2 separate regions of the Lactuca sativa genome follow, and region 1 is linked to region 2. Evidence: chromatin contacts called from public Hi-C data. All regions are on one chromosome and are shown on one strand. The core of a region is the stretch at or near the end of the contact, and the rest is flanking DNA. Distances in the headings are between cores, read along the strand shown.

What was found. A called contact is a pair of places that touch in the nucleus more often than the background predicts.
Region 1: a Hi-C map of leaf shows a contact between it and region 2, with 5 times the contacts expected there. The contact joins the promoter of LOC111879987 here to the promoter of LOC111879933 in region 2. A contact is called at or near these places in 3 of 4 Hi-C or Micro-C datasets (leaf and seed).

What each region holds. Positions count from the first base shown.
Region 1 is chr4:17,039,670-17,046,356 of Lsat_Salinas_v11, reverse strand. LOC111879987 (40S ribosomal protein S9-2) reads left to right here and starts at 3,150. Exons shown (of 4, transcript XM_023876409.2): 1 at 3,150-3,235; 2 at 4,060-4,142; 3 at 4,245-4,626; 4 at 5,730-6,120. The coding sequence starts at 4,115. The coding sequence ends at 5,913.
Region 2 is chr4:16,668,390-16,674,689 of Lsat_Salinas_v11, reverse strand. LOC111879933 (transcription termination factor MTERF9, chloroplastic) reads left to right here and starts at 5,050. Exons shown (of 3, transcript XM_023876361.3): 1 at 5,050-5,206; 2 at 5,722-5,922; 3 at 6,027-6,300. The coding sequence starts at 5,132.

The DNA.
Region 1 (6,687 bases), core at 1,901-4,400, 370 kb before region 2:
CGTTAGTTCGATACTCTCCTGGAGTCTATGATTCCTTTTCCTTAGTCAGCAGTCCTCACTGCTGAGGCATATGTTATCTCCCTGTTGTCTCTTGCTTTCTTTAATAATCAAATTCAATATTTTGATAGTGATAGCAATTAAGGGAAAACCACTTTTTACCACATAACACTGACCAGTCTTGGTAGAAGGTTGCTTTATTAAAGAAAATATAGGATTTTCTAGAAAGAACTCTAATACACAGTAAACACTTAACTACTTCTTTATATAGTTATTTGAATAAAAGTCACTAAATACTTATGAACTCACCAGCATTTCTAAAATGCTGATACTCGCTTTTCAAATAACTTGTATTCTCAGGTTAGCATTGGAACAGGTACATGCCAGGAGCTGTTGATGAAGATAGCTTAGTACCACGCTGTATTTATTCTATTTACTTGTATTACTTCGATGTATTGTATTGTAACCACGTAAAATTATTACTATTAATGCAATGTTTTGTTGTACTTTGATTACTATATGCATGTGTTGTGATACTTGACATGACGCCATCCACCCCAGAACGTTTCCGCCGTTTCGGTTTCGGGGTGTGACATCTATCTCCAATAGTTGGTCAAAGAGATTTCTACAATTTAATTTACCAGACTTGCAATTCCATTCCATAGAAAACAGGTTTTTTTCTTCGTTCTTCCAACTGGAAAATTTCTACAATTTCAACTTTAAGTTTTAGGTTTTTATAATGGTGTTGAAATTTATTGTTGTTCATATGAATTTGATGTTGATGGTTCTGAATTGGATTTTTTTTCATTCATGATTCATAGAAAATGTGGTGATTTAGGGAGCGTCCTTAAAGTGTTTGATGAAATGCCAAAGAGAAATATGACAATCTTAGATTGTATTCATGGTTAGCGATGGAATGTTTATTGTTGTGCATCTCATCTCCTAAGGTAAACAAAATAAAAACAGTGAATTATGTTATTCTATCATACTTTAAATTTAGAATTACTCTCATTTTCTTTCAGTATTGAAAGAGAGGGAATCATTTTTCGATTATGAAATAAAGTGCTGGAAATCACATAAGAATATTTCTGTAGAATAATTATTGGGTGTTTATTCCTATCTTCAATTTTTTCATTATGTAAGAATAATTATTTCATTCTTTAAGAATATTCTGTGGAGAGTATTATCATCTTGGAAATCACATATGAATGATTCTGCCAGAATTGTATTTCCGGTATAATCACATAAGAATGATTCTGCAAGGGTTGTATTGCAATTGGCTGATGTTTTAACATGATTTTTGTTTCTTATGTTTTTCAGATGTTTGAAGTTTTGCCAAGGGATCACTTACCATCCTCGAGTTTATCTCCTTTTGCAGCACCTATAAAATATTCTCATGTAATACAATTATGACAGAATGCAAATCTCACAAAATGTCAATCTCATAGAATGCTAGATATTTTGAAGTAGCTTAGAGGTCAAACATACACAAGACATCTAGGAACGAAACAAGAAAGTGAATGAGGATTCTTTCAAGAATGCCGATATTTTTTTTGCAAGAGATTTCAAGAATGAATGTAATTTATGTTCATAGTTGTATTCTTTAAGAATGAATGTAATTATTTATTCTAAACTATTAAACTTCGTTTTATATAACATTTGTATTCATTAAAAATTATTGATCTTGATAATATGTGTTTATAATATTATGTTCATAGTTGTATACCATTCTGACAGAATTACAGAATATCATTCTAACAAAATGACATTCTGATAGAATAAAATTGTATATGCTTACAAATTACGTTTGAAATTGAATTAATTTGAAAATAAATCAGATTTTTTAAATCAAAATCATTTATTATCCCATAAATCTCGATTTTTCCTTTTTTAAATCTGTCTTAGTTGACTAAAATGCCCTTATGCTGAAATTTGTGTGAATATATATATATATATATATATATATATATATATATATATATATGGAAATTTACTCTTTTTACAATTTATGTTTAATTTTTTTGAAAGTACAATGCTATTTTTTGCTTTTCACAGAAACACCGAAGAAAATGAAAGTATAGCTACCTTCTTCTACCATTTCCATTTAATAGCTCTTCTTTTGGTCATGCTGCACGAGGTTCTTTTTGAATTTGCATTTAAACTTTTATAGGCTACAATTTGTTGAAGCGTTTTATGTATTTTGTATGCATATGTGTTTTTTTTTGTTGTTAAAGTTTACAAAAATGAATGCCATATCATTTCTTTTAAGTTTTGCTTTGTTGTGTTAAGGAAATCTATTTTAACTTTTTGATTACAAACTATTTGCCATTATGATGAACGTAATAGTTTTAGCATGATGTTTTTTGGCAACGTTAAGAAAATCTATTCTAGCAATTTGATTACAAATTATTTCCCATTATGAATCACACCCCATTCAAACCCGTGGTGAAACGCATGATTTTTTACTAGTTTCATATTAAACTCAAATATATTTTTATCACTTGTTACATTTTATAATGAGAAAATAGTTAGCCATATTACTTATAAGGTGTTTTAAAGTTTGAATTATAAATTTAAATAACTTCCAAACCACATAAAACTTACAATACGTTCACACCAAACCATACCGCATAACATGGTTTAAAACTCACAATACGTTCACACCAAACCATACCGCATAACATGGTTTAAAACAGATACGGTTTGTGATTTATAAAAATCTAAAATCATATATGTTATACGGTTTGTAGTTTTGACTTTAAATCGAAACCTGCAATTTATACATTGAAATATATAGGAGAATAGTCTCTGATAATATCACAATCATATCTGTTACAGTAAATTTTTTAGAGAAATTAATTATCCTTTTACAATTTCCTCTTATTTATCTTCCTGTCATATTAAATGATAATATGTGAATTAAAATATTATTAAGGAAAATTAAATAGAACACATATCACATTTGACATGATAGAAGAATATTAGAAAAAAATTATAGAAGAATATTTAATTTCTCTAACTTTAACCAAAACTAAATTACATAAATTACTCGTGATTAGAAACTATCAAAGAAAAATAGAAATTACATTTTCTTGTTGTAGAAGAGCCTAGCATTAGTAGATCCAATGGGCCTTAGGCCCATTCTCACAGACCTATCTATTCTAAACCCTAATGATATTTGTTCGCTTCACCTCACTGCTTTTGCAGGTTTATTTTTCGTATCGTCTCCATTGAGCAGGTTTGAAGCTTTTCTTCCCTCTTTCGCTCAGTTAATATCTCAGCTTTGTTTCTTTATGTAATTTACATGTATATATTGTTCCGTCTGTGAATTAGGTTTTGGATTTTGGCCTCATTTAGCTTGATCTATTGGTTATTTTGATCGTTATAGCCGTTAATTCTTAGAATTTGTGCTTTCTGCGTCGATGCTTTATCTTTTTTTTTTACCCCACAGCTATCGTTAATTCGGTATATATCTCATTCTCTTAAGAAAATTGATGTGTTATCTCTTCTATGCCTAAAATCACTTTTTTTGAAGCTCTCCATGGGCGATTTTATAATGTTAAACGCTTCTTTTGAAGCGTATCATCTTGTAGCTGTCAATCTAGTTTCAGAAGATCTACAATTCATTATAATTTCATTGTTTCAATCTATAAGTATTATGATGATAATTTTGTAGTGGAAGAGCATGAGAATCAATTTTAAAGTTTGCCAAATATATTTCTGAAACATTTCTGTCCGATGTTGATTACGAGTTTTTTATTCAATATATCACCTTTTAAATGAGCAGCAACTCAACAAGTGTGTTTTCAGATCACATATCAAGTGTAAATCACTCCCAGGGAACACACATACGTATACACATGCATATATCATCAATCCAAGTTTATAATCCCAAACTGATTGATTTTTTTTATTGTAACATTCACAATATGATGAACTCTTGGAGGAAACTAATGTGATTTCCCTTCATCAGTTTACTTTGCTTTCTGAAATTGTTTTCTATAGAATTACAAGTGTTTCTGTAGCTCCATTGAACCATAACTTTTTTGTTTTCAACATCAGCTTATTCAGCAGCTGAGAAGGAGAGAGAGAGCAACAAGCATTGACATAGACAACAATGGTGCACGTCTCGTTTTACCGCAACTGTAACTCATCTTTTACCCTTCTTTTCACTCCCTTTTATACAAATTCAATCATAATTGACATATAAGAATATGATAATAACAAGATCCAAAAATGTTTTTTAGATGGGAAAACTTTCAAGAAACCCCGTCGTCCATACGAGAAGGAAAGATTAGATGCTGAACTGAAGCTTGTTGGAGAATATGGGCTTAGATGCAAAAGAGAGCTTTGGAGGGTTCAATATGCCCTGAGCAGAATCCGTAATGCTGCAAGAATGCTTCTGACCCTTGAAGAAAAGGACCCACGTAGGATCTTTGAAGGTGAAGCCCTTATGAGAAGGATGAACAGATATGGACTTTTGGATGAGAGCCAAAACAAGCTAGATTACGTTCTTGCCCTTACTGTTGAAAACTTTCTTGAACGCCGTTTACAGACACTTGTGTTCAAAACTGGAATGGCCAAATCCATCCACCATGCTAGAGTTCTCATCAAGCAAAGGCACATCAGGTATGTAATTAAATTAAATTCTTGATTTATATATTGGTCACTTCAGTTATAATTTACTGAATTTTTTAGGTAGTGTTTGGTAATGATGGAATTAGCGAAGTTAATAATCGTCAATGACACTAATTTTTTTTATAAATTTTTGGGTTTTATGCAGAAAAGTCACATTATTTTGGGAAAATTTCCAATAAAGTCCTAAATCTTTTTTTTGAACAGAAAAGTACCATTATTATGGGAAAATCACATAATCTGTCATTTCCTGTTAAAATAAAAATAATCAGGATTTTTCTGTTAAAAAAGATTTATGACTTTATAAAAAATCTCCTAAAATAATGGTACTTTTCTGCATAAAACCCTAAATTTTTAGGGTTAATCTTATAAAAAACCTTATATTTCATGTTTTTTTCTGGATTATTAAACCTCAACTTCAGTTTTTTCGTGAAAAAGACCTTGTATTTTTTTTTTTTTTTCAATCTGGTCTTTTTAGTCATTTTTCGCTAAAGAAGTAGTAAAATGTGAGGGAAAAACTAAAAATGTTGAGGATTTATTTGGAAACATTTAGACGGGTGTTGGTTTATTCGGAAAAATGACAAAGTTGTGGTTTTTTTCGGAAAAAATGAAAAAATATAAGGTCATTTTTGTGAAAAAGATAAAGATGAGGTTTAATCCGGAAACAAACACAAAGTATAAGGTCTTTCAAGAGATTAACCCAATTTTTTATACTTCAACTAATTTTTTTTCTTATGGTCTTTCAAAAACAATTAAATTTATTTTTTATTATAATCATAAGATCCTCATGGTATTTTATTTATTATTTCTGTAGATAGTTTTTTTTAATATAAAATGATAAAGACCTTTATTTGACAATTTGAAATGTTATACATTTTAAACAAAATGAAAAATGTTGATATGCAATTTATTTAGAGATATATTTTCATTTAACTAAAGTTCATTTTTCAACATTATTAAAAATTCTAATCATCATACATATCATAACAACATGTTTGAATGACTCAATTCATCAATTCTGTTACCGCTCATTCCATTCCATCTGTTTGTGATTCCATTCCGTTTGTCTGTGATTCCATTCCACCATAATACAACAGGGTGGGAAGGCAAGTGGTGAATGTTCCATCATTCATGGTGCGTGTTGACTCCCAGAAGCATATTGACTTTTCTCTCACTAGTCCCTTTGGAGGCGGGCGACCTGGCAGAGTCAAGCGAAAGAACCAAAAGGCGGCTGCCAAGAAGGCGTCAGGTGGGGACGCTGACGAGGATGATGAAGAGTGATGACATGTCATCATGTTTCATCTTTTTTACTATCTTGTCAACATGCTTTATTTTGATATTTTTCAGTACCTCTAAACATAGCAAGTTTTTTATTTGATAATATGGATATCATGCAATCAAGTAAGTGTCTCAAGGGTGAGTAAACATTAAAACTTATGCTCATTTTTGTGACATTGTTTTTATTAATCAAGTAAACGTAAAGCCAAATGTCCCTTTAATCTTAAAAGACAGAATTACTTAATTGGTTAAGTCAGATTTGATTTATCGTAAAAATGTTGGCTTAATGTCAGATTTGTTTTTTGGAACGTAATTGTCAAATGGTTATTTCTATAGTCGAAAAACCTTTATCTAGTTAACAAGGAAAAAGAAACAACCAATAACCAAGTTGGCAACAGAAACGTAGTTAAGTTACTTATTGAGTTTAAGAAATGATTTTTTACTTGATGGCTGAATGGCTTTATAGTGATATTGATAATAAGTTTTCTACGAACTGTTGTATATTCAAACACAACTTTTGATTATTAGTTTGAATCATTATGTTTTGTCTACATCATCATATTACTAAATACATTTTTGTTTTAGAATAAAAATACCTATTCTTTGAAGGTGTTTCAAAGAGTTTCACAAAATTGACCATAGGAGCTTTCATATTGTTAAACAATTATAATTGTTTGAACTTTAAAAATAACCAATAAGTCTAAAACACACCTGTGGACATGTGATTATGCCGTTTTAACAATTAACATAAAGGATATTCCACTAAACTTCCATGGC
Region 2 (6,300 bases), core at 3,801-6,300:
TCACAATTATGATATCTGATTTTGGGTTGGAATAAGGTAAATCGCGGCTGTTCCATTTGGCTATCTCCATGGCTTGATGTAGGGTTTTTGGACCAAGGGGTTACTTCTAGAGTGGAAGTAAGAAATGATTTCAATGACAAAATATAATTTAAGTTGGAGAGAACTGTAACACCCAGTTTCCATCATAGATCAGTTTAGGGCTTCAAGAAATCAAATGCATTGTTTTTGGTTAAAACCAGGTGTCATGATGTGACCATAGAGAGGTCATGACTTGACAAGTGATTAAATGAAAATGTTTATTTAACTGAGCCCACGACGTGAGACACTAGTGCTCACAACGTGAGATGTGTTGCATCCCAATCCCATGATCTTTTAGGGTTTCCTTCGTATTTAATCCCCATAAACTTCATTTTAGGGTTCATTTATAGCCTTCTTCGTCCTCAAACGCAAAAAAAAACCCTTAACCCTAGCCTCTCTTTATGATTTTTGAGCCTTTTGTGGTGTTTTGGTGGCTTAAAGAAGAAAGGATCACCTTTGGAGCATAGATCCAACTTAGAAGCTTTATTTGCATCTGCTAGCAACATCTCTGGACCTTTATAAGTAAACGAGATTTAAGCTTTGTGATTTCTTGCTGCTAGATTTAAGATTTTATGCATGATTATCCATGGTTAGATGAGTTATAGTGTTGTGACTCCATAAAGTTAGCAACTTTATGGGTCCTTGGCGTCCCTTAGTGATTATATGTAGTGGATCTGAAGTTTGGGTGATGTTTGAGTCCATGCTTGAGTTTTAACCTCCTTTTTCTTCATGAATGCCTTAATTTGAGCTCAAGTCTTGCATTGGACACGCAATACCTTAAAGCACTGATTTTTATGGTCTTTGAGATGTTAGGAAGCCTTTTGGAGAAGATGGATTAGTGGCTTAATGGATTAAGGAGTTTCTTCATCAAAATGCCATTCAGATAGATCTTACGACGCGAGTCCTATGTCTGTCATGTTGCGAGGATCAAAGAGTCTCGATTATTTTGTCTTTTAGTGGCTCATGACGTGAGACTATGCTTGTCACGTCGTGAAGGGCAGTTAACCTGTTGACCGTTGACTTTTAGACCAGTTTGACTTGGAGTCAAACTTGAAGGATTCGGCCTGTTGACTAGGAGTCTACCATGTTTTGGTGTTAGAAGGTTCGTGGGAGCAAGTAGTGCAAAAAAAATGAGGCGCATCAAAATGCCATTCAGATAGATCTCACGACGTGAGTCCTATGTCTGACATGTTGCGAGGATCAAAGAGTTTCGATTATTTTTTCTTTTAGTGGCTCATGACGTGAGACTATGCTTGTCACATCGTGAAGGGCAGTTAACCTGTTGACCATTGACTTTTAGAACAGTTTGACCTGGAGTCAAACTTGAAGGATTCGACCTGTTGACTAGGAGTCTACCATGTTTTGGTGTTAGAAGGTTTGTGGGAGAAAGCAGTGCAAAAAAAGGGGGCGCATCGCAGTTTTTCTAGGTTCTTCGATTAAGGTGAATTTTCCTCACTATACCTGTGGGTCGAAGGCATCAATGTCGACCTACTAGATTTGGTTATGTATCCTTGTGTTTAGGATGTTGCTGCGCTATAGTGAGTTGTTTGATATATTTACATCCTTATGTGTTAGGATGTAACAGTAGTAGTATGTTGTTTAGAGTACCAGTAGGGTGGTTACTTATGGCTATGCTTTTCATGGAGATTTGCTGGTAGATGAGTAGTGTGTTGTGAGGGGTCTAGTAGGCGGTAGTGAGTTGTATGATTGGTAGTTGTTTGTATTTATGTGCCTATTTGATTTGTAATTGTTTATATGTTGATATATTATAGTAGTTGGGTTGAGGCAACATGCTAACAAACCCGGAGAACGGTTGGGGTTGAGGCAGCAGGCTCACACACTCAATATGGATGTTGCATATATATATATATATATATATATATATATATATATATATATATATATATATATATATATATATATATATATATATATATATATCCCTATTCTAATAAAAGAACAATTTTATTCTCCTATTGACAAGTGTCATAGTATTACAACTTCTCATTAATATTATATGTCAACTATCATACCACTTGTCAAGATATTAATTATCCATTTAAAATTTAAAATTTAAAATTTCTCACTCTAATTAAATTAAATTAATAATTGATTTTTTATTTTAAATTTCAAATTTTAAATTTTCTCACTCTAATTATATTAAATTAATAACATTATATTAAAAAATAAAATAAAATTAATATAGATTGTAAGGTGATATAACTTCATGTATTTATTTAACTCATCGATTATAATTTTGTATAACTAAAACAATATCTCTTAAGTAATAATTATTTAAAATATTCATTAATAATTTTGATTTTTCATTATGAAATTTTAATTAATTTTATAACCATGGTTCTCACAGGTTATATATATATATATATATATATATATATATATATATATATATATATATATATATATATATATATATATATATATATATATATATATATATATATATATAGGGAGAGGATCAAATGAGAACATCTAAAAGGTTGAGAACGCGAGAACAGTTCTGGACCAATCATTTTATAAGTGTATATTAGTAACTTTATATAAATATTAATTATTGATTTCCTAAAATCTAGGGATAATGATTTTAATTACCTAACAAAATTAATATTTCCTTTTAGTTAATAAAATATATATAAATATCTTTTTTATGATTTTTCCCAAAAATTATTTATGACCACTTCAAAAAAATCACCTAAAAAAATTAATATTTCCTTTTATTTTAAATCTGAAAGGAAAATCTTAAAAAAAAATATTATTTTCTAATATTTCATGTTTTTGTTTTTCAAAAAAAAAAAGAATAGAAATCCAATCACAAATCAATACACTTCCAATCATAAATGAAAACACATCAAATTACAAATAATTCAATGCATTTTTCATAAATTGAAAATAAAAAAAGTGTAAAAATTATCATTTTTTCATAAAATGAATACCTCTAATCATAAATAAATACACCCATTCACATGAATACACTAATATTCATAAATAAATACAATCATTCACACATGAATACATTGCAATTCACAAATGAATACACTGTTATTTATAAATTAATACACATTCTATCATAAATGAATACACGTGTTATTCATAAATAAATACAACCATTCACGCACCCCTTTCAAGAAATTATTACCAAAAAAATCAAAAATTAGGATTGTGTTTCTTTCCATTGGTACACCTCGTTGTCGCTTTTTGGTTTGCAAAATCTCTCACATAAGGTGGGAAATTGGCCCTGAAAGGGGTCAGAATGTAGTTGTTGTTTCCAGGATCAGAAGTGGAGTCTCCGAACACCAAAATAGCAGAAACCTTGTGGTTTTGAGTAGACGTTTTCACGATAAGATCTTGTGGTTCATAAAACTTAATTCCTAAGCTAGATTCATGTATGAATAGAAAGAAATACGAGTAAAGAAATGTAGTTGATTAAACTTCATTGGTTTACAGTCAAAATAAAAATAAAAGAGAAGATAATCATTACCGATCGAAGCAACTGCCCCATCGAGACCCCTTCCATCATTCCAGTCGAAAATGCTCTCACAGACATTTTATCGAGCACTTTATGTGCACAGTTCATCCCTTATTCACGAACAGACCCTCTTGGCCCCATTGGTTCCCATTCATTCAACAAATTAAAGACCATTGCCAATTTCTAAACAAAAATGTACAATTGTTGAGAGCGATCCATTATTTTCGATTAAATACCAAATCTGGGTAGCCATGTGTTAAGATATTTGTATTTGGATAATAAAATTTCAAAGAGCATACCTGTGAACAATGCGTCCCTTTCCATCCACTAAATCTACCCGACTTTAGGTGAGAAAGAATCAACCTACGAATCAATGGTAGCATACCTGTAGAATGACACGAACACCAGCACTGTGGTTTACTGGTTGTGGTCTGCTCGTTGGGCCACCTGAGTACCACCATAATATGCCTCAAAAGTCGCTGCTTCACCATCTCCAATTGTCACAGTCATCTTCGCCATTGCCAATTGTCACAATCATCTTCGCCATTGCCAATTGTCACAATCATCTTCGGCCGTCACTCTTGATTGGAGCTGTGTGCGACGATGATGGGTGCGGTGTAAGATGAAGATGGGGAACATATCTTCGTGGTGGGTTGTAAGTGATGCCCAGATCGATGATGGCCTGAGTTTTATGAAACCCTAAAAAGAGAAAGGTGGAAATATATACACGAGAAGATTAAAGGAAATATGTGAGTGGGTGAGAAATTATAGGATACAGGTAAAGTTGAAATTCCTGTTATGTCCTTCTGACCATTTAAAAGTTACATTTTAATGCCAACAATTTAAGAATTTTTCATAATTCCCCCTTTCAATAATGACCTTAGATTTAAGTATTTAAATTGTTCAGATCTGTTCTCGCGTTCTCAACAATTTAGGTGTTCTCATTTGATCCTAATCTTATATATATTGGGAAAATTTACTAAGCTTCGTGTTTATCCAATTGTTGATGTTTTCAGATTTCATCGGGGAATGTGGAAACGCAAAGACATGACTATAAATATTCATTAGTAGCAATGAAGATTCTACATTTACTATAATACTCTGATTTTCAACAATGTGTCCTGTGACGAATGGTTTTTCTTAACTTGTATTATGAAAATGAACAATTTTACTTTAACTAAAAATAAGAATTTTTTATTGTGAAAATGAGACGTTATAAAAACAATGGAAATATATTGTATATTTTCGCAGCTTACCTTTTGTTTATAATCAAACTGTTTTCTTTAATGTCGATGTAATAAATTTACAAATTTGCCTTATAACCAAGTGACACATAAAATCAGTTTTAAATGTTGATGACAAATTGACAATTACTCGGCCCAACCTATTCAAAGCCCAACTGAACTAATATCCAGATTTTAGCCTTTTTAGGCCATGTGAAGTGTTTCAAAAATTTCACTTCAGTCCTTGATTTTCAAATAAATCTGATTTCTACCCTAAAAAAATTTGTTTTCTCACACGGGTATCTTAAGTAGTTAAGTTACCACTGAAATTCCGTCCGCAACCATGGCGTCTTGTCTAAAACGAAGAACAAGTAACCTTCTATCACAAAAGCCTCGAATCCTTTCATCCTTTTTCGCCGTAAGTTGATTGTAATTTTACCAATATTTACTATATATGGCTACTCTTAATTCTTTTCGGAAATTCGCTTGGGTTGTGATTAAATGTCTGTAATTTCTAGGGTTTTTTTGTTCGTCAGAATTTCAAGATTTAGCAATCTTTTCTATTTTAGGTTTTCGTATTGCAGCCATGATTTGGTTCTCTAATATGTTATTCCTAAACCCTGTAAACTTGCAGATGTATGTACTTCGAATTAGGGTTTTAGAAATTAGACTAGAACGATTGATCCGGATACGAAAGCAAACCAGCAATGCCTAGAGTTTCCATTCTTGTTATAAGAAACAGATTATCCTTACGACCTTACCTCCGTCAATGGTGTGCATTTGCCTGTTTGAACTTGATATCTAATTCACTCATTTGATTAGCAGTTTACTGCATTCCCACAGTGCTCCTATTTTTATGATTACTTGAAGCTTTTTGTTGGTTGATTTATGTTCTTTCATTTATGTCATGTAGATGTTCTCTGTCATCTGCAGGAGAGATGGTTTGGTATGTTGGCTTACCAAGACCATTTAGCACATAAGACTAATACTTCCATTATCCAGAACCTTGCTCTAATAAAATATGGGTTAACAGCTTCTTTTTCAACTTTCTCTGATTCAACCAATGAACTGGTGGAAGAAGCAGAAGCATCCACCAACATTCCCGATGAAAAAGATGTTACACTCCAAGATCAGGTCTCAATTTTAACTTCTTTAATCAATTTTTATTTTTATTTAAAAAAAATGATGAAAATCCTTAACCTCTCTTCTATTTCCCTTTTTTCCTCCAAGAGTATCAGTTGCCTTCAAAAACCTGTCAAGATTTATTCATACAATGGGGATGCAACAACCACGAAACATCACAAATCTTTGAACGAATGCCATCTCTCCACAAAGCAAAACTCGATAAACTTCAATCCAAATTACAAATCCTTCATGACCTCGGATTCACCTCCTCTGACTTAGTCAAAATCATAAGCTGTAGGCCCCGTTTTCTCAAATCAAGACTCAACAACTGCCTCGATGAACGTGTCAACTACCTCGAAAACATATTCGGATCAAAACAAACCCTCC